Regions from separate parts of the Sus scrofa genome. Here region 2 is linked to region 1. The links are chromatin contacts, called in public Hi-C maps. All regions are on one chromosome and are shown on one strand. The core of a region is the stretch at or near the end of the contact, and the rest is flanking DNA. Distances in the headings are between cores, read along the strand shown.

The links. A called contact is a pair of places that touch in the nucleus more often than the background predicts.
Region 2: a Hi-C map of liver shows a contact between it and region 1, with 4 times the contacts expected there. The contact joins two enhancer-like sites. A contact is called at or near these places in 1 of 5 promoter capture datasets (liver), 14 of 47 Hi-C or Micro-C datasets (adipocytes, embryonic fibroblasts, fetal liver and 5 more) and 2 of 2 datasets of contacts at active chromatin or transcription factors (alveolar macrophages and skeletal muscle).

The regions. Positions count from the first base shown.
Region 1 is chr6:15,948,594-15,952,153 of Sscrofa11.1, reverse strand. No RefSeq gene overlaps it. Among named protein-coding and RNA genes, the nearest start is that of ZFHX3, 9.1 kb to the right of the region's middle. Within about 2 kb of position 1,258, at least 47 of the 83 cell types and tissues checked have an H3K27ac peak or open chromatin away from gene starts, as enhancers often do. A contact at or near this core is called in liver, where this site is marked.
Region 2 is chr6:16,068,995-16,072,747 of Sscrofa11.1, reverse strand. No RefSeq gene overlaps it. Among named protein-coding and RNA genes, the nearest start is that of ZFHX3, 130 kb to the right of the region's middle. Within about 2 kb of position 2,142, at least 6 of the 83 cell types and tissues checked have an H3K27ac peak or open chromatin away from gene starts, as enhancers often do. A contact at or near this core is called in liver, where this site is marked.

The DNA of each region.
Region 1 (3,560 bases), core at 9-2,508:
TTGCATCCCAATTACAGCCTAGAGCCGCTGCCGCCGCCGCCGCCGCTTCTCCTCCGTGGCCCCTGCCCGCTCCGGGGGCTGTAAACTCCCCGCCAACCATGCTGCTCGGCGGCAGCGGCGGCGGCGGCTCCGGCTCCCCGGCTGCGGCCGCCTCCCGCCCCGGGCTCCGCCGAGCGCGCTCCAGCTCCGCCGCCGCCGCCGCCGCCGCCAGCAGCGCGTCCTCCGCCGCCGCCGACCCCCGCCAGCCGCCGCTGCTGCCTTGATGGGCTCCGCGGCCCGAGCGCCTCTTTTCGGGATTAAAAGCGCCGCCAGCTCCCGCCGCCGCCGCCGCCGCCAGCAGCGCCGCTGCAGCCGCCGCCGCCGGAGAAGCAACCGCGTAAGTGGCAACTTTTCCCTCTTTTTTTTTTTTTTTTTTTTTTTTTTTTTCCCGCCGCCGCCGCCGCCGCCGCCGCCGCCTGCTCCTCCTCCTCCTCCCGCCGCCACCGCCCGGACGCGGGGCTCCTCGGGGCGCCCGGGCTGCTTTGCATGGGGCTCGTCCTGCCCCTCCCGGCTCCCGCGCCCGGCCGCCGCCACCCGCGCTCCCCGCGCTCCCCGTGCCCGCGCCCTGCTCGCTCGCTGCGTCCCGCTCGCCTTCCCCCTGCGCCAAACTTTCTCTTTCTCTTCTTCTTCCTCCTCCTCCCGCCGCCGCCGCCTCCGCCGCCGCTGCCGCCGCCGAGCCGGGGCCGCCCCCTCCTCCCAGGCCCCCGCGCCGCCGCCGCCGGCCGCCGGCGACCCCCGGGAGGGTGGAGGCGCCCGGGGCGAGGCCCGCGCGGCGAGTTTGGAGGCGCCGCCGGGCAGGGCCGGCCGGGGCGCGGGCCGAGGGCGGGAGGGCGGCCAGGGTCCGGGCGCCGAGACAAAGGCGGCGGCCAGCGGGGGTGGGGGGTCCGCGGTGCCGAGCGCCCCCGCCCCCGCCGCCCCGGGCCCCCAACTTTGCCCCACCCCGGGAGGCGCCGGGGCTCCGGGCTGAGCCGCCGCGCGGGGCGCGCACCCGGCCCGGAGCCGTGGCCGCGGCCGCCGCCGCCGCCGCTGGCCACCCGGCCGCCCAGGCGGGCGCCTTCCCCGCCAGGGCTCCACTTGCCGGGGACGCGACTGCCGGGCCGGAGCCCCGGGGTCCGAGAGCGGGCGAGGAGGCAAGGCGGCCGCCCGACCCTCTACCTGCGCGCTCTTCGCCCTGCCCCATTGGCAGCGCCGCGAGCGCCCGGAGGGGGCTCTGCCCTGGACACTAGGGGCTCCCGGGGGCTCGGGACTGCGCCGCCGGCCGGGAGCAGACCTAGCCTGGCCGGCCTCTCGGCCAGCTGAGTTAAGAGACATCAGAGGATTCCTTTTTCTTCTCCTTTCTTTCTTTTCTTTTTTCTTTTTTTCTCTCCGCGAATGTGGGATTGTTTACGTTCTGTTCCCCACTCTCCTCCCTCGTCCTGTTCCACTCCTCTTTTCCATGTATTTTCTCCATTAGATGCACAAACCGCCTCCCTGAATTTTACATTATGCATTTTCCTGTACATCTTTTGGCTTATCTGTTGGAGTGTAGAGCTAAGAGTATTTTATGTGTGGTATGTACATTGTGTATGGACTCAATGGGCTTATTGTGGAGCTATTAAATTTAAAAAAAATACATTTTACTGTGCACATTAATCTGTTGCTCAGACTCTGACTTTTGCAAAATGTTGTGCAATTCCTTCGACTGTGGCAAATTCTTTGATTACAAGTGCTTGCAAAAATCACCCACTCTCAACTTTTCCCCCTTGTTGCTTTGAAGTTGGGTAAATATGACAATTTTTATTGGTCTCAATTATTGAAACTTGATCTAAGGACTCTATGGAAGAAGGAGGCTGTTTGCCTTTTTCTTGCCTTCAGTTCCAGTGACTTTTTAAAGAGGGTTTGTTAAGTACCTTTGAAGAATATGACATACGGTGATCGCTTGGCTGTGATGCAAATTACAGAGCATAAATTCACTTTGGAATTAAAAAAAAAAAGATTCAAGCCCTTTCAGTGGGGACACGTGAGGATTTATTACGTTTTTTTAAAAAATGACTTTTTTCCTCCCTACTTTGGGCGAATGGCTAGTTCCAGACCAACTTATTTGGAGGTCTTCGGAAAGAAGCTTGGGAAATGGGAGAGGGTAGAAGATTGATCACAATCTGCATAATCGATAAGGCAGCGTGCTGCAATCTTGTACCTACATTTACTGTAAATTTCTACAATATCTGCAGCGTGGGGCTCCAGTGCCTGGCTTGGCTTCTTAGGGCGGATTTAGAGGCAGTACAAGCAGAATTTACCACCCAGCCCTCCGGAGTAACATAGAGGAAGTCCACTGGCTCATTTTAAAACTCCTTCGTTTTACGCTACATTTTTTAAAAAAAATTTATTGGCGAATCGGTTTACGTGTGGAGGTTTCAGGTACTGGACCCCCAAATGTAGGTATCCTATAGGTTGAAGGGAGTGGAAAGTATTGGAGGGGGTCAGAGGACGAGAATTCACTTATTGAATTACCACGTTCAGGGGCCCTCTGCTCTTCTTATAATGTGCAGTGTCCTTAACTGGTGCAAGTAATTTACAGAGGAATACAGGAGAGAGTAATACACCAGAGGTTGTAGCAGTGTCAAAAGTAAGGATTGCTGTGTGTGTGCATGAGAGAGAGAGAGATAATACAGACACTTATCTTATAGTCAGGGTGGAAAGCTTGGTGGTAGGTGAATCCATATTTGGAGATGATTTCGAAATAGTCTAGCAAATGGTGCACGAACAGGATTTCATAAAAAGTGTACACGGAGTCAGTTTTGGAAGGATTGAGATTTGGGGAGATGAGGTGTGGGCAGGAACTCACTCTAGGCCAGCAGCTTTCCTCTGTGTGTCTCTCCCTTCCCCCTCCCCGAGTTCTAGTTTTTAATTACTTAATGCTGAAACGCACAGGGCTTATATAAATATTTGCAAATGCTCTTTCCTATTGATTTCTCTGAATAAACTGCCCTGCTCGGGTCCAGAGAGGAGGCAATTCAGATCTGTGGACTTTTTAAACATACAAAGTCTCTGGAGGAGGGTTGGCCTGTGCACGCGTGTGTTTGTGGGTAGAGTTGTAGACGTGAAGATTTTGGGGGGCTGCAAAGAGAGTTCAGGCTCTCTGGGCTGGAGCTGGCCCCAAGGCCTGGCAGCTCTGAGACAGGCGTGTGAGTGTGTGTGTATGTAAATTTGTGTCCATGTATATATACTGTGTGGGTGTCTACACTGGGGGAGTCCGAATGCATATGCACTTATACCCCCCAACCCCCCATTAAGTATGGAGCAGTTTTCCAGGGTTCTGTAACTGTCTTCTCCTCAGGGTCACATTGAGTTCGAATCTGACCCAAGGTGCAGGAATCCTGCAATGGGGAAATAAAAGAATATACAGAATGGGGTCAGGTCAGCTGCTCAGAGGCCAAAACCCCTACAGCTGCTTTGATTTTATTTTTGTGTGTGTATTTTAGGCTCCTCCTGCCATGTTACAAATTGGGCCTCCCCCTCTCAGGTGCTTGCTTGGTAGCTTA
Region 2 (3,753 bases), core at 893-3,392, 120 kb before region 1:
ATGGAAATCAGCAGCACATGAAGAATGCAACAACATTCAACATTATTCATGCTCTCATTGAGCATCTGAACCCGTGTAAAGCTACCTTTTCATCCACCAAGGCTTCCCAGAGAACTATGCTTTAGCAATGAGATTCACCAGTTTTTCATCCTTCCGGAAAAGACAGTAGCCAACTGCCTCTCTCTAGTGGACTCGGTGATCTTACCTTGAGGTGTTAAGAATCGCTAAGGGCTATAAGGACTTGTGTAAATTACAGCCATGCAGAGAGGCATTGAAAAATCAATAAGTAATGAAATAGTACTGGAGTGAAGTAGCCAAGAGAGCAATGGGTGGGAAACTCCCAAGGACATGGCTTCATTTTGTCAAAAGGTAAAAGAAGATGTTCTGATGTGTTTCTATAAAACAGGCTTCCTTGGAAACAAGAGGATATTGGCATAGATGGCAGGAGAGTCACTCCAACAAGCCACAAAACACAGTGGACTGTGGACTTCTTGGGACAATAGTTTTATTTTAGACACCCGTGCATTCTATTCCAATAAAGCAATAAGTACGTCATTTTATTTATCACTTTGGTTGTCTACCCCACCAGAGTCTTCCTACCCCCTGAATGATGCAATTTCCTCCATTCTGTAAGGGACCATCCAATATTTTGTGGAATATGCCCTCCACAAAACATCCTCATCCCTTCTGATTGTACGTGAGCAATGTTCCCCAAGAATGTGATGGTGTGGTTGAATCTGGACATCAGTTCCCAGGGGGTCCCACCCACTCACAGATGCCTCTGGATCGAGGCTGAAGCTCTGTTCTCTAAGGGACATTCACGTGATTAATAGTCTCTGCACTGATAGCTAAATCAGCTGCTTTTCTTCCCTTTTGTAAAATTTAAAATGACATCACCTTCATAGTTTTGATACTGATCAATTGTTTGGGGATGGTAGAACTGATTTCTATTAAAAGACTCTTCTGGCATATTTGAGTGTAACAAAGAAGTGAGAGGGAGAGGGGTCCAGTGCATCGACCTTGTTCGGGAGAACCTGCTCCCATCCTGCTTATGGGGAAGGGCCCCTTTTGTCTCTGCCTTTTACACTGGTGATAATGCCCTTTGCTCCTTACACGTCCATCTGGTACACAAACAAAGCTATCTTTAGAGAAAACGAGCCTGGCCCCAACTGAAGCCCAAGGTCTAGATCAAGAAAAGGAAACATTAAAGATGTTGCCCAAGAACTGATTGAAATGATAGGTTTATACCTGTCCTGTTCATCAACAGACCAATGAAAACCAAAGGTTGTCCTCAAGCTCTATTTTGAGTCAGTTGGTGTCACTCTAGCTATGAGAATTAAACTTAAAAAAAAAAAAAAAAAAAAGATACCAGCCTGGAAGAGAAAAAAATAGCCATGAGTGTTTGTGCAATTAAAAGACTTGTAGTCTTGGTGAATTGTGACTTGAGTCTTAAAACACCAAATAAAATATCCTACTTATCTCCTTTCCCTTTACCAACACCCAAGTGCATTTGGAACACTGACAAGCAGAATCTTTTATATCTGATAAAACAGGGCAGTAACCATGGAGTAAAAAAGATTGAGATGTGAACCAACTGCCAGCCTATTCCCAGCCCATTTATGATATGCCGGGTACATTTCCTGATAACTAATGAACTAATTTTTAAATATAAGTATCAGATATACAGTGTTATAATTCAACATCTTTATACAAAGTGCTGATCACCATAAGTCTAGTTACCATCCATCACAGTGGACCACCTTCACCCTTGACCCCCCCCCAGCCCCCAGAGCTAGTTTTAATTATTATGTTCGACTCTCAGGCTCCGTCTACCTATATTACGTAGCATGGGCAATGAAGGCATATATCACATATAACAGAAATCTGTGTGTTCAGGTCCCAGAAAAACACCTTCCTCTGAAATATCCAGATACATGATGAGGAAGTGGTTTAGGTGGCTTGAGTTATCTGGTAATTTGACTTTTCTCTTCTCTTTCCATGAACATACAGAATCAGGTTGCTTTCTTTGTAGCCGTCATATGCTGCCATGTCTGGAAGTGGGCACCAAGGGGAAAACTCCACGGGACAATAGACAAGGACGCCATGCTCCTCGTCATGCCCAATTTGCTTGTCTGTCCCCTATGTGCTGTGCTCACAGTACCTCCCTGCCAGCCGAGCTCCCATCCCATGAACATAGCAATACCCACCTCCTCCAACAATTCATCCATTGGTGCCATCATCCATTGCTTATGACATTGTGACCACAGTTTGAACTGATATGTCTTGATCTTTGAAATGCGTAGGAGGCCACACATATGAGAAAAAAACAACATCAAGACAACTCTATTCGGTGGGGGGGATGGAAATGGATATTGTTCAGGAAAATGCATTAAAGTTGAAGAGGGTATGGTTTAACACGATGGCTTTAAAGACGCAGTAACGCCTTCTGTTGGAAGATTATGGAGAATCCCTACCTAGGCCAGGGTGCTGGTGTGATTCCAGGTGGTGCTACCGCCGTGAAACACTAGGGGTCACCATACTAATACCAGTGCCTGGGCTCCATGGCTCTCCAGAGAGCCTACCATCCAGGAGCCCTTGACTCTCTGTTTATTCAAGGAACATTGCTCAGTGCCTATCCCTCGTGACGTGTGACCCTTTGCAGTTGTTTCAAGCACCGCTGAAACAGTGAGGTGGCAACCTCTCTAAGCCTCTTTCTGTGAATGACAATTTTTAAGGGCCACCTAAGATTATCGATGCATTATTTGGAGCTAGAGTTGATTATGAGCGGTGTATAGGCCAATTAACCAAATATAGAACATTTTTGTTCAATAGCTACCCAGTATGCCAATTCAAATGTTCTGCTAAATCCTGAGCTTCTCGAACGACGTCAACACTCTTTTACTTGCCAGGATCGATATTCGGTTGAGTGTTGCCTAAAAAACTAATCTCTCTCTTTGTTTGTTTCTCACCTCTTTATGTTTTCAATCCCAAACTCAGAAACTATTTTCCAAAGAAGAAATTTAAACAGTTGTCTATAATCTACAGATATGTTATCTCCAGGCTCGACCACAGTCCCTAGCTTCAGAACGGGAAACTGTTGGCCCAGGCCCATGGCGGGCTCCAACCTCATAGTGATAGGATTGTGCTTACTCCTATTTGAGTCCTAAGAATAATCCTACCCATGCCGCCATCATAAGTAGGAAGCTTTAGTTATCTCATTTGGGGTAGAACTTCTGAAGGCTAGGATTAAAGCAGCTGAAGATCTGTGAACAGTATTTAAACCATACACACACACACACACACACACACACACATATACACACACACACAGACACAGTATTGCAAGGGAAACAGATGGCAACTGATAATAATGGTAAGATCAGAGCCTAGATAAAGTACACTTCTAAGTCAAAATTAATTTCAGAGCCTCTGAGTGTTTTACATGTTCTCTTTGTTTCCTTTTATCTATTGAGTATCCAGTATATGGAGGCATCTGTCTGGCAGTGGGGGAGGTAAAATGATACACATGTGCAAAGAAGATAACCAGTGGTTATGACTTTCTCTTCTCTGTCCTCACCATTTATGCAACTCTCTCACCTAAATATAACCCTTCTCCATCCGCCGTTTCCCTCCCACCCTGTGCAGTCATGGTCTCATACTTTCTTCTGCATTTCCTATAACTCTGGACTTATCTTCACCCATCCTTTTTCTCTTTCTCTAGCTCATTTGACTGCAGGTAACAGTAAAGAAATT